Linked DNA regions of Pan troglodytes: region 1 is linked to region 2. A link is a contact called in public capture Hi-C data. All regions are on one chromosome and are shown on one strand. Each heading gives the region's core, a stretch centred on a gene start, on an enhancer-like site or on the middle of the called end of the contact. The rest is flanking DNA. Distances are from core to core; before and after follow the strand shown. Region 1 overlaps CACHD1 (cache domain containing 1). Region 2 overlaps RAVER2 (ribonucleoprotein, PTB binding 2).

Evidence for each region. Capture Hi-C pulls out chosen DNA fragments and counts their contacts.
Region 1: a capture Hi-C map of stem cell-derived neural stem cells shows a contact between it and region 2, with 3 times the contacts expected there. The contact joins two enhancer-like sites. A contact is called at or near these places in 2 of 7 Hi-C or Micro-C datasets (induced pluripotent stem cells and stem cell-derived neural progenitor cells) and 1 of 1 other capture datasets (stem cell-derived neural stem cells).

What each region holds. Positions count from the first base shown.
Region 1 is chr1:166,294,912-166,302,072 of NHGRI_mPanTro3-v2.0_pri, reverse strand. CACHD1 (cache domain containing 1) reads left to right here. Exons shown (of 26, transcript XM_016919881.4): 26 at 679-2,409. The coding sequence ends at 917. Among named protein-coding and RNA genes, the nearest start is that of RAVER2, 50 kb to the right of the region's middle. Within about 2 kb of position 1,267, at least 3 of the 24 cell types and tissues checked have an H3K27ac peak or open chromatin away from gene starts, as enhancers often do. A contact at or near this core is called in stem cell-derived neural stem cells, where this site is marked.
Region 2 is chr1:166,161,129-166,167,727 of NHGRI_mPanTro3-v2.0_pri, reverse strand. It overlaps RAVER2 (ribonucleoprotein, PTB binding 2), which reads left to right. Exons shown (of 13, transcript XR_682955.5): 13 at 4,747-6,599. Among named protein-coding and RNA genes, the nearest start is that of RAVER2, 84 kb to the left of the region's middle. Within about 2 kb of position 3,492, at least 2 of the 24 cell types and tissues checked have an H3K27ac peak or open chromatin away from gene starts, as enhancers often do. A contact at or near this core is called in stem cell-derived neural stem cells, where this site is marked.

The DNA of each region.
Region 1 (7,161 bases), core at 18-2,517, 140 kb before region 2:
ACTAGAACTTTGGGCAAATTCCTTAACCTCTCTGATCATCATTTCCCTGAATTGTAAAATGTATATTAAAATATATCACCATTGGTGTGCAAGAATTGCCTGACACAAGTGCCTGCCACCAAGCAAGCGCGCAGGTGATGGTGATGGTTCTTTTTGTTCTATTGTGGCGTCACATTCAGGCATTCAGGCGGAAGCCCAGAATTCTGCACCAGTCCCAGTTGATCTGAGTCCTGTTCAGATCTTCTTCTTGAAGCTGTCCATTTTTTGGATTTCTTTAATAAAAAAGATTATCTTTATCATAGGTAGAAGTGTAGAAAGATAGGTCCCCAGTGGTGGCTCGCCATGGATGATGGGATGTAGTGTGATTTTCATTTTTGTGTTGCTGGTTTGGGGATTTGGGATAAGCGTTCTTGTTTATTTTTTTTTTTCTCCTCTGTACTTTCTCAGCTGTCTAAAGTGGTTATGTATTTATTGTGTCATTGTTTTTTAAGGGAAAAAAAGTTATCACTAAATCTCTTTAAAAATAAATTACTTTAGCATCTGCTGACAGTCTGCCAGTGTTTGCACCTATGTATTGCAAAGATAGGAATACCTCCCAGTGCCCTAGAAATTGTAGGTGAAATCTTCTCTCTGCGTCTTGAAGCTCTCAGCTGTGTGTTTGTTTTGTTCTTTTTCTAGGTTACAGCACCATGAGCCCACAGGAGGACAGTGAAAATCCTCCTTGCAACAATGACCCCTTGTCAGCCGGGGTCGATGTGGGAAACCATGATGAGGACTTAGACCTGGATACCCCCCCTCAGACTGCTGCCCTACTGAGTCACAAATTCCACCACTACCGGTCACACCACCCTACACTTCATCATAGCCACCACTTACAGGCGGCTGTCACGGTACACACTGTCGATGCAGAATGCTAACAATCTCCTCACCTCCACGCCAAGACGAGATCTGGGAGCTACAGAATGTTCTGGAAAGAAAAAGAACCAGCTTAAAACCCACAGCAAGAGACCTCCCTTGTGTTTGTGCTTTGTGCAGAGTTGTTTCAGTCATTTCCTGCCTGTCGACATGGTTAAAAACGAGAGAAACAACAACACAGTCACATTTGTGAAGACGTGAGGCTGGTTCTGAAATGGAGGGGAAATAAGCCTGATGAACGAACCTGCCATAACACTAATGGAAGGGAACAGAAGGCGAACCTCCAAACACAGAGACGGAACCTGCAAGTGAAGCTGAGCCAGAGGAATGTTCCGAAGAGCCAGAAGCATTCAGCTCTCCTTAACTGGAAGAGAGAAAAATCTGCTCACCCAGAGACTGGAATGTGGCACATGCAGATACAAATGTGTGCATTGAAGATTTCGCTTTGTTTCTTAGCGGTACCTGGATACCACAGTTGCTGTATGGAACTCATGTTATGCTCTAAACGATGCATCTCAAAATTTCTAAGTAAAGGATTATTTTTCTACTATTTATTGAACTTTCAAACATTCTCAAACTTTGGGGAAAAGGAAAGGAAACACAGGAGAAGTTTTCAGCAGTTGCCCCGAGCTGTTTTGTGTGTAATGAAGTGGTTCTTTGATTAAGGAGCTCTATTTCTTATTTAACTGATATCCCACTGCCCCACTCCACAAAATAGGAAAATGAAGAAATCTTTCTCTCTGACTTGTTTACATCATTTCACGGAAACACATCTTTATTTGTAATGCAGTATTCTTTCTCTGTGTTTGACAGAGATGGGGAGGGGCAGAGGAATTTAAGAGGTTTTAAAAGAAATGTTACGTTTCTTATGACTTGTTTCCACTCCTCGTACAATGCTATTCTTAGGTTTCTACGAAACCTAATGTTAGAACTGCGTCCTTTCAGCTAAGGGAGGGTTGGATTTATTTTCCTTGTTTTAGAGACTACAAATTTTTAAATATCCCATTTTGACTGAGAATATTGACATATAAGGGAAGAAGTTTTCTAAATTGCGAAAGTCTGGTTCTTAATTAAAGAATTTTTTTTTTAATATCACGGTTAAAAGCTGCTGCCAGTTAGCCAAGACATTATCCACCAAATTGCTTTGTGATTTATACAGGGATTAATCAAATCTGGCTACTATAACATGGGGCATTGTAACTTTAAAGTAGTGTTTTAATTACAGTGATGTATTTTAGACTCACATTTTGTGATTCAAATATGTTATAAAGACATTCTTGCACCGTGGTAAAGAATGTGTGTGGTAAATCTCCGTTTATATGTAGTTGGAAAAAATTCTCTGAATAATGTTTTAATGATAGGGTATTATGATACAATGTAAAAAACAATTGGTTCTTCAGCAGTACAGAAAGTAAACTATATATGTGCTATCAGGAAACCCCTTCATACTGTGTATAAAATTGCAATCTAGTGAAATAAACTGTATGCAACGGACCATTTTAGTGGCTACAGTGATTTGTTAATGTACCACTCCTTGTGCCTCAAGGCAAGTTACATTCACTTTGTAACCTAGCAGGTCAGTTGCCAGACTGAAAATAGACCTCCTTTCAATGCTACAGTCAACTTCTAGGGCTTCTTGACCATCTAGATCAAATATGCAAACAACTTAACAATATAATGGGATAAAAATGTATAGAACATAGCTCTCCCTTCCTGAGCATCTATATCCATGTCACTAATAATAAATGGTTCTTCTCTAACTGCTAGAAGGATTAAATGAGTTTCCTGCCTTCCCAGAAAATTAAACTTCTTCATGGGATACTAGTTTGTTTCCTAAGGTTGAGAAACTCTGTGTTAGGAAATTGATTGAGGAGGGAGAAGTGCAGTGGAAACTTGGTGCTTTCAAGAAAAGAATCACAAAACTTAGAGCTTAAAAATGAAATAGGTACCCCTATAGAAACACAATAACAAAATACATTTTGTATCTTTTGGGTTTTTTTGTTTGTTTTCGTTTTTGAGATGGAATCTTGCTGTGTCACCCAGGCTGGAGTGCAGTGGCATGATCTCTCAGCTCACTGCAACCTCTGCCTCCTGGGTTCAAGTGATTCTTCTGCCTCAGCCTCCTGAGTAGCTGCGATTATAGGTACTTGCCACCAGGCTCAGCTAATTTTTGTATTTTTAATAGAGACTGGGTTTCACCATGTTGGCCATGCTGGTCTCGAACTCCTGACCTCAAATGATCATCCGCCTTGGCATCCCAGAGTGCTAAGATTACAGGCGTGAGCCACCGCACCCGGCCCATTTTGTATCTTTTGTGGTAAGAGTTTTTCCTATTCCGAACTTGAGGGGAAAGTAATTGAATGTTTATACCTAAACCAAAACATTGCTGAGTTTTAAAGATCCTGTGAAATATGACATATAGGCTGAAGTTTTGATCTTCTATAATTATCTTTTATCTAATCCAAGGGTTACATATAATATCATTTAAACATTTGTTGTCATTGTTTAAAAGGAAAAATATGTTTTCAGAGACTTTTTATCATGGTGCCAGTTACCAGTGTTTGTTAAACATGAGTCTTCCCTGAGATCCTGAAGGAGGTCCTACCAATATCTTTTCATTCACCAAAGCCTCCTGCTGCCAGTAACCAACATTGCTTATCAATGTTGGTAAGTATCAAAGCTAAGGAAATTCCAGGTCACTTTATATAGCTAGGAAAAAAATGTCCTATTGTAGCCCAAGGAAAACGGGGCTCAGGCTCATGCTAGTCCTCATGGTATATACAGTTCATCTGCTTTTCAGATAGGTTTATTTTCGAAATTTTGTAAACTATACTGTAGGGTATGTTTTTTCCTCCAGTTGATTGAATACTCAACTAAACCTCATTGATAATATATTTGAAAAACTTAGGCAATATGAACTTGTTTTGCCTATCAGAGTGACTGTTATGTGGAAAGAAGTCCTGAAATACCACAATTTCATTTCCCCATGGCGATGGACTATCCTAATGATCACATTTTTAAAAATTTATATCTGGCAAAATAATTATATTCTTAAAACATGCCAGCCAGATCCAGGTGCCATGTCTCACACCTGTAATCCCAGCATTTTGGAAGGCTGAAGCGGGTGGATCACTTGGTCAGGAGTTTGACCTGACCAGTATGGTGTAACCCGGTCTCTACTAAAAATACAAAAATTAGCCAAGCATGGTGACACATGCCTGTAGTCCCAGCTACTCTCAAGGGAGGATTGCTTGAGTCCAGGAGGTCCAGGCTGCAGTGAGCTGAGATCACGCCACTGCACTCCAGCCTGGGCAACAAAGTGAGACCCTTTCTAAAAATGAAACAACAAAACAAAACAAAAACCCATACCAGCCAGGTCTCATCTATGTTCCTTTTGGTCTGTTTCAGAAGACAGGAGTGGTGATTTTCCTGGCTGAGATAGAATGCCATATTCAGAAATTTTTTTCTAATGTTTTAGTTAAAAAGAATTTTAAGTTTCCATATCTATTACTTAGGAACTATAACTAGATATTTTTTTGTAGTTAAGTACACACACACACACATTGAGATTGAGATTTTTCTGGATTTCCTCCATTCTCTCTCATCAGCCCTAAATTGCTCATTAGAGCCCCTTCCTTCTCTTAATTCAATGTTTCTCATTTTTTATTAATTATTGCTCCCTCCCCTTGAGGAAGAAATTTTAATTTAATTTAAATTCTCCCTAACAAGGGAAATTAAATACTAGAGGATAAGGTTTTTTTGGATTGGGTTGCATTTTGGAGAGCTACAAATCATTGTAATCTCTGTTTCTTTTCCTTCTGTAAGAATTCATTTTTACTCCTTTATGGGCAGTATCTCCTCCGTTGAGAATGTGTGCCCTAAATAAAGGGGTTCTCCAAAGTTTTGACTTCAGCCCCTTTTTTCAGTACTATTTGTTGCCTTCCATCTCTTTTTAAGCTACACATGCTTGTCATTGCTTGGGGTGGTAGAGCACTGAATTGAAAGCAAGAAGGCCTGAAGTTGAGTATATAGGAATGAATGAAACAGGCATGATCCCTTTCCATACTGAATGTGGAGATGTAAGTGGATAACAGGGTTGACTCCCCAGTATTGGACTCCCAGGATTGTTTATCCCACAATTCCATTGACTTCAGTCGTAGGGTTGGATTTCTTATTCTTATGACAAGAATAATAAATCCATCCTACTTATTTGGTCAGAAACTAAGACTTACTGCAAACAGCATAAAGCATTGTTCCTGATGACAGTTAGGGGGAAACATGTGACCTAATTTAGTTCAATCTGACTGAAAGGACTTTGGTTGCAAGGAAAGACTCTGTCTCCCAGTAAATGTGAAGAAGCCAGCAGGTAAGATCCATCCTATCTGGCTGTCATCTTTATTTCACCAGTGTCAGCAGCTTCAGGGTGACACTGATGCCATGGACAGTGGAGTACAGAGAATGAAAGAATAGGACATCTTAAACTGCTGACTCAACCAGCTCTGAATCCCATCCTACCTCTGGATTTCCACTCACGAGAGATAATAAAATGTCCTATTGTTTAAGATCAGTTGAATTGGCTTTTTAATACCTCTACTTGAAAGCATCTGGTATAGAAATAAAACTAGCAAATACAAAAATATAAGTACATCTTTGCATAGGGCTATTTGCTGTGAAGGAATTGGAAGAGTGATGGGTGAATTAGCCCACAATGGGAGTTGGGGGTGGGGGACAGAGCCTGCTTTAGATTTGATGCTCGTGGGAAGCCTCTGAGAGGGTGATGTTGAAGCTGCCACCTGAAGAATAAGAAAGAGCTAGACAGTCAAGGGTACAGTGGGCAGGCAGATATTTCAGACAGAGGGAATAGAACCTCAGTAGGCCTGAGCTAGGAAAGCATCAGGTCTAGTGCATTGGTCAACAGAGGGAAAGCGAGATGCAGTGAGAATGAAGAGGCAGGAAAATTGAGTCCTTAAGCTATGGCAAGAAAATCAGTGAAGTAAAGGGAGGGGAGGGTGAGGAGATATATATATATCTCCTCACTATGTTGCCCAAGCTGGAATGCAGTGACTATTCACAGATGCTATCATAGCACACTACAGCTTCAAATTCTTGGGCTCAAGCAATCCTGAGAAGCTGGGACTACAGGTGCATACCACCATGCCCAGCTATCTATATTTCCTTAAAGACCATTCTGAATTGAAAATACATTGTAGGGTACCAAAAACGGAAATGTGGACAGGAAACCATTGCAGAAGTCTAAGTAAATGCAGGATGATGACAATGAAGACAAAGGAAAGTGGAATGGTGAAAAATATATTTTGGAAGCAGAAAGAATAGGGCCTGGCTGGTTGTGGGCCGGATATAGAGAGTGGTGAGAAAAGGGTTCCTGGCTTGAATGATTACATCACTTGCTGTGCTGGAGGAGATGAGCAGGAACAGTTTGGTGAGGAGGATAAGGAATGAAGAGTCAATGTTTGATGTGTTTGGCATAAAGTGGCTAGAGGTGTCAAGATCATTCTGCACACCTCCGCCCAATAACAGTAATGCTGATGTCGCTCATGGAACACTTGCTTTGTAATAGGCATTGTGGTAAGGTCTTTCTGTGTGCTAATTCATTCAGTATACTTTAGCTCTGATTAGTCAGTACTATAGAAGAGCTGTCAGTCTAGCCTCTTTCTCTACCTAATTCTCCTAATGGCATGCTCCACAGTTCAAACCCTCCTTAAATTCAAAACCTCACCCTGCTACCCCTTGCACATCTCTGCTATACTCCAGCCAGCTGGTCTACTGACCAGAAACCATCTGACTTTCTTGCTGTGGTATGTGTCTTTATGTGTTTTGATCTTCTTGTGTGTTCTCTTTGCCTCTTAAGAAAAATAACCACTCTTTTCACCCCAAAAAGTCTCAATTCAAATGCACCTTAGTCCATGGCCAGGTTTCTTAACTACCCCACTTACCCACCCCTATGTCTGATTTTTAAAGTGAGCTCTGACCCTTTGAATCTTCCAAAGCTCTTACTTCTCCACCAGTCATGAGATTCTAGTTCATCTTGCTTGGATGTTAGCTGCCTTTTCATATGAACTGGTTTGTTTTTTGGTTTTTGGTTTTTGTTTGGGGTTTTTTTTGAGACCGAGTCTTGCTCTGTCACACAGGCTGGAGTCCAGTGGCACGATCTCGGCTCACTGCAACCTCCGTCTCCTGGGTTCAAGGGATTCTCATGCCTCAGCCTCCCAAGTAGCTGGGACTTCA
Region 2 (6,599 bases), core at 2,243-4,742:
ACTATTTGCTGAAGGAACTGGGAATGGATGCTTAGAAAATATTTTTTGAAAGGTATTCATTTACTCATTCAACCAGTATATACTGAATGTCTACTATATGACAGGACTGTTCTAGGCACTAGGGATATGGCAATGAACAAAACATCAAATCCTTATAAGAATGGAACTTACATTTAGGGGAAAAAATTAGTAAAAGGAATAGTGATCGCTGCAGAGAAAATAAGGTGGAGGCTAAAGAGTGTCTGGGAAGTCTTGGAGTTTAAATACATGGTCAAGGAAGGGTTCATAGTAAAACTGATTCTTGGGCAAAGACAGAACTTTAGGGAGTATGCCACATGAATATCTATGTAAAGTACATTCCAGGGACAGGGAACAGCAAGTGCAAAGGTACTGAGGCAGAAACATGCTTGGTCTGTTAAAGGAACAGCAAGCAACCTTTAGGGCAGAAGAAGAGGGAGCAAAGTGGAGAATAGGAGACGATGTCACAGTGGGGTCGGGGAGGCAGAGGGCACAGACAATTTAGGACCTTTTAGGCCCTTGTAAGGACTTTGGCTTTTACTCTAAGATAGAAAGCCACTGGGATGCTTTGAGTAGAGGGATAATTGACTGTATTTATAGTTTAACATGCCTAGCTGCTGTGTTAAATAATGAATGTAGAACATAGCAGGGTCAGTTAGGGAGCTGCTGCGGTACAATCCAAGTAAAAATGCTGACTTGGACAAGCCTGGAAGCAGCAGAGGCAGTGATATGTGGCTGGACTGGAGACATTTTTGGAAGCTGGAGTCAGTGGGGTATACGAGGGTAAGAGAGGAGCCAAGTCCCCAGGAGTTTTGGCCTAGAAAAATGAATTTGTTATTGATTGAGATGGGTAAGACTGTGTGGGTGGAGCAAGTTTTATGGGTACGTTTTAGACATAAGATCCCTAAGTGAAGATGTTCCTTTATTGGTGTTCATTATACAAGTCTGGAGGTGAGGGGAGAGTTATGGGCCTCTAGAGGTACATATTTGAGAACCATCACATTCCTGTAAATCGCTATAATTGTGAATTGCATGAAATTGGATGAGATCACCAAGGAAGTGAGGGTAAGTAAAGAGACCAGGGGTTAGTCACTGTGCGTCTTAAGATTTCTCTTTCGATTTTGTTTTCTTGGTGAAATAGAAAGCAAAGCATCAGCTGAGAGTGAAGATGAGGGTGTATTGTTGGAGCTTCGAGAAAAGAGAAGGCTTGAAATAGTCACTTAGGGGAGTGGAGATCAGTGGGCAGGGTAGGGTGGGGATATAGTAGGATTGCCCAGGGGCATGAGGGTGAGGGGCCTCCGTTGAAGTTATGCCCATTCTGATAAGGAAATATTAGACTTGTAGTTCCAAAGTACAGAATGGAACCACTGGGTGCAAACTATTCATAGAGTGGTTTCAGCCAACCCTAAAAAAGACCCTGCTAAAGATGAAGTCCTCTAAAATGACTAGTGTGTTTGATTTCCACCTGAATATTAGACATGTAAAACTAGAATATTATAGCTTCTCTAAAGGTCTTCCTTTTGTTTGGTATTCAAAGCATAAATGCTCATCAAAATTGTTTTCAGATTTTCTAAATATACCACTTTGTTCTGTCTCATCTGTAAGTTTCATGCTACATTTTAAATCAAGTCTTAAATCACATATAATCTGTGTGTTTGCTCACATGCATGTGTCTAATAGGGACAAGTTCAATAGCCTCCTGGTGAGACCTAATAATGCCTGTCTCCTTCATTGCCATACTTTTTACAGAGCTGCTTATTAATCTTGCCATATTCCAAGATCAAGGGTATGGTCCTGTTTACAGTCCTTAGCCTGGCGTTCCAGCCCTCCATGACTGAGGCCAGCTTCATTTTTCTACCTCATTTGCCACTGCCCTCTTCTGCCTGCCAGCTGCTACCATCACAGGCCTGGCTTTTTTGCCATCTGCCTTTGCACAGGCCCTGCCTTTCTCCTGGAAGGGTCACCACCTATCTCCTCATGTCCATATCTGACCTCATCTCCAAATCCTAACTCAGATGCTATCTTATCCATGAAACCAGTGCCTGTACCTTTCAAACCCACCCCCCCACCCGCCCATTTTCCTTGTCTGGAAAAAGCTTTAGCATTTCACTTCTATTTCTCTTTTGTCAAAGTGACAGTCCCCTTTTAGAATTATGTTTTGCATTCCTCTTCCTTCCCCTCCTAGGATATGAGCTATGGGAGGGCATAGTCCAAGTTTCATTCATCCAGGTAAACCTCATAGCACACAAGCCCAGTGCCCGCAATAGACCACTTATGAAGGAATGGATGTCTAGATCCTACAAATACAAAATAGAAGGAAAAATATTTGCTAACTTTATATTCTTTCCCTCTTTTGTGTTTTGCTGTGGTTGTGGTTGTGGTTCTTATGTAGGAATTTATTTCTCCCAGAGCACTGAGCTTTCTTTCAAAATTTTAAATCATCATTCCCCATTCACCAGTCCTTACACTAGAAGTTAGTTATCTTTGATAGGGCGTATCAGAAGGATTACCTTTCTCCCAGTATCACATGGGCTATAGTGAAACTCATTTTCTTTTTTTTTTTTTTAGGTTTAAATTTTTAATTGTGATAAAAACATAAAATTACTATTAAAGTGTACAGTTTAGTAATGTTCAGTATATTTACATTATTTTGCAACAGATCTCTAGATTTTCATTTTACAAAAGTAAAATCTGATAGTTAATAAACTGCACTTTTCCCCCTCCTCTCCTCAGCTCCTGAAGAGAACATCATTTGACTTTCTGTTTTTATAACCGGGACTAACTTTTATATCTCACATTGGTGTAATCATACCATGTCTGTCTCTTTTTGAATGTCTTATTTTACTCAACGTAATGTTTGCAGGCTTTGTCTTTATTGTAAGATGAGTGACACCCACTTTCATTTCCTGTTCTAATATTTTCCTGTGCTGCTCAGTGAAGTTTTTTGCTGATTTCATAGGTCTCAGTTGGTTCTCACTGTGACTGGTGTAGCACCATCGGGAAGCCCTTTGAATAAAAGAATGTAATACATTTCCTATCTGGCTTCTGACAGTGAAGATGGTATAGAAAGACAGAAACCCAGGCTGTTGCTTTGCTGCATGCCAAGACATGAAAGAATAGATAACTACATGGCAAGAAGAATTGGGGAAGGTGGGTGAGAAGAGCAGGAGCATCCCAGATCCCAGAGTGAGCAGTCTGCTTCCCTCCCCCAGTCTTTGGAAAATCCCATTTGTAGAATGGACTGATGACTTCTAAGAGGGGGAAAGCTGCTAAAAAGAGTTCTTTATACCTGAAGTAAGGTCTGATGGTGTTGGTGGCTGGGGTCCAACATTCAGAAAGATCACCTATCAGCGAAGGGGCCCTAATGAAGAAGGCAGCTGGAGAGAATAACCAAGAGGCTGGAGACTGGGAGGAAGGGTTTTTGGGGCAGAGGCTCCACCTAAGAGGTGAGCAAGCTGTTTGGTGCAGCAGCCCTTCTCTAGGGCTGAACCCCTCGTCACCATCAACTCAGCTTTGACAACTATCAACTTACGGCAGGTCTCCTTTCATCTACCCTCTCACCTGCTTCCCTTCTAACATTCTAGCACAAACCCCAGACATACTTTACTACCAGGAAAAAAATGTCGAGGCAGAAATTCAAGCCAGATTCTTTGCCCATCAGCTTCACTCTGTGAAACATTCCTTTACACTGGGCTTGTGTGAAGACGCTTTGTATTGGTCTGTCCCCACAGTAAGCCACTTTGAAATGAGATACCAGAGGACGCAGCGTTCTTTCAGTCTTGTCATCCCTCTTCCTAACATGGACCACTGAGAACTACTTTAGCAAGGAGTTGAGAGAGACCTATCATCTGTTCCCTCTGAGGCTGGCTGCACTTTTAAAAATTGTGACCGTTGTTGGTTCAAAAACGATTGCAGTTTTAATTGCAACGTGAGAAGGCTCCTGTGTGTTACTGGAAGCTTTACTCATCAGTCATTTCTAAGTTCTTGCATATTAAGTCACATAATTCTGCATTGATAAAAGGTTGCTGCACTTTTGTAAAAGCTGAAACTAAGGCATTAAGCTGAGCAGTGCTACACCATCTGATTTACTGTGCTGATCACTGTGACCGCTTGTGAGGACATGTGGCCCACTTTCAGGTCAGAATCTCTGGGATGGTGCCTGAAAACCTGCATTTTAATATGCTCGCCAGGCGATTATTGTGGAGACCAAAGCTCTGAGTTTCCCATTGCTCTCTAGAATGTTTCATGTTGTTTTCCTTGATGTCATTTGTCAGTTTCTACACCTATTGATTTATTCTCTCACCACTCCTCTTGTCACCAGGCACACTTAACATCTAATTCAATATGCAGCTTGATGTCTTAGCCACTCCTCCTTCAGAGGAATACTGACATTCGGTGTTGATATTCTGAGTCCGTGGGTTTAACTAGCTGTGATCAGCAGAAGCAGCTGCATGCAGTGCTCTAATTTTTTCTTTTCCCAAAAAGTTGGGGTTGGGAGTGAAGGTGCTGAGACTGGTTTGTGTCTTGCAGAAATTCCAAAGGCGATGTTGATACAGAAATTTAAAAGTCTTATTTAACAAAGGGGTTTGTGTATTTTTTGATAGTTTGGGTATTTATCCTGTTATTCTATATTCACCAACTCAAAGTGGAATGCTTTTCTTATAAATATCTTTAATGAATAAGCCAACTTTAGATTTTAAAACTAGCTGCAATTTTATTTTCTCATAGGTATCATCTTTAAGAAATGAAAAGCGAGGCTCATCATATCTCATCTCTGCCCCAGAAGGTGGTTCAGTGGAATGTGTTGACCAGCATTCTCAGGGCACAGGAGCATATTACATGGAAACTTACTTAAAAAAGAAGCGAGTATACTGAGTTAAGCTCTCTCCTAATAACCCCCTAAGGTTCTCTGCAGTATCTCTGCTGTTCATCGCTGCCTTAACTTCATTCAAACTAGCCATATCCTTTAAATACGGGTTTATAGTTTCCCAGAAGGAACTGTGTTGTGCAGCAGGCAGAAATGCCAAATAAAAAATAGCAATAAGAAGAGACATCAATTGAGGACATTTTCCACTAGAGTCAGATGCATCTTAATCAGTGTGCTAACTTACAATCCATTGGAGAAACTAACAATGTTCCAATATTCCTTGATTTAGGACTGGGAATAATTCTGACACCATATATAAAAGAAGTTTGAAGCAATAAATGGGAAACAGTGTTGTTTCCTGAGCCTTAGAAGAATGAGTTTCTTATAAGCCAATGTGCATTTCAATTTACTTTCCCTAGAAGTAATTGCATTTATAGATTTTTAGGACTTTTCCTAGAACTACAAGGGTGCAAGTACCAAATGTGCTGATGGTAATATTATAAAGATGCTCTACATGCACACTCAATTACGCCCACACCAGCCATGCAAAATTAAACCCGGTAAGAGAGTGACAGTGATGTCCAAGGTATCCACTACTACCGATGCTTTAAGATGTTGTTTACCATTTATACCTTCTGTGAAAAATAGAAGGTATTTTAAGAAAAGTAGCTTTGGTGATCTAATAAAGGGTTTGGCAAACTACACCCTGGGTCCACATTTGGTCTACCACCCGCTTTTGTGCTGCCTGCAAGCTAAGACTAATGTTTACATTTTTAAATGGTTGGAGGAAAAAAGAAAACTTATGACATGAAATTTATATGAAATTCAGATTTCAGTGTCCATAAATAAACTTTTATTGGGACGTTGCCATGCTCATTCATTTACGTGTTGTCTGTGGCACTCTTATGCTACAAGGGCAGAACTGATTAGCTTCAACAGAGACTGTATGGCCTACAAAGACCATATGGCCTAAAATTTCGAGTATCTGGCCATTTATATAGTTTGCTGATCCCTGATCTAATAGCACTAATTCTAATAGCAACTATTCCTTTCAATTCACCTAAAGACAGACCTTTAGCCTTTAGACAGACTTGTAAGTGGAAAGGAACACGTGTTTCTGTGCTCATTTCATAGCATAGACTAGTAATGATCTAATGACTAGAATGGGGCCTATTTTGATCACTAAATGCCCTATTATTTCCACAATATAGTAAAGCAGTCAATACTGCACTTTCTGATGGAGTCTTAAGGAGTCACAGTAGTTATAACCATTTTGAGCTAATAAGCTATACCTCACTCTCTGCTTTCTCTCTCACTCTTTGATAGTGTGTTAGGGTGAAAAATCAGTTATTTAACCCAATTTACTTGTGAAAGAGGTTTTATCTTTATGGACTATGACTTTTGACATCACCATTTCTTGAAGACCTTGGTATTAAATGCATGAGAAACCTTTTGCCATCTAGAAATTTCTAAGTTTGTTTATGTTATAAGACTGTAATTAATTGATAGGGAATTTGGGATCTCGATCCGGGGCTTTTTGAAATCAGATCATTAAATATCTCGTCACTTTGGGGACTTGTTATTTTTAACTATGATGTGGATATCCTGTTTTAATTATGAAGTCTAGAATTGGTACATATGTTGTATGCTTTGTAAAGAATTTCACTTGGTCTAATTTATTGCATATACTAGCTTCTGTTGGAAAATGACTGAC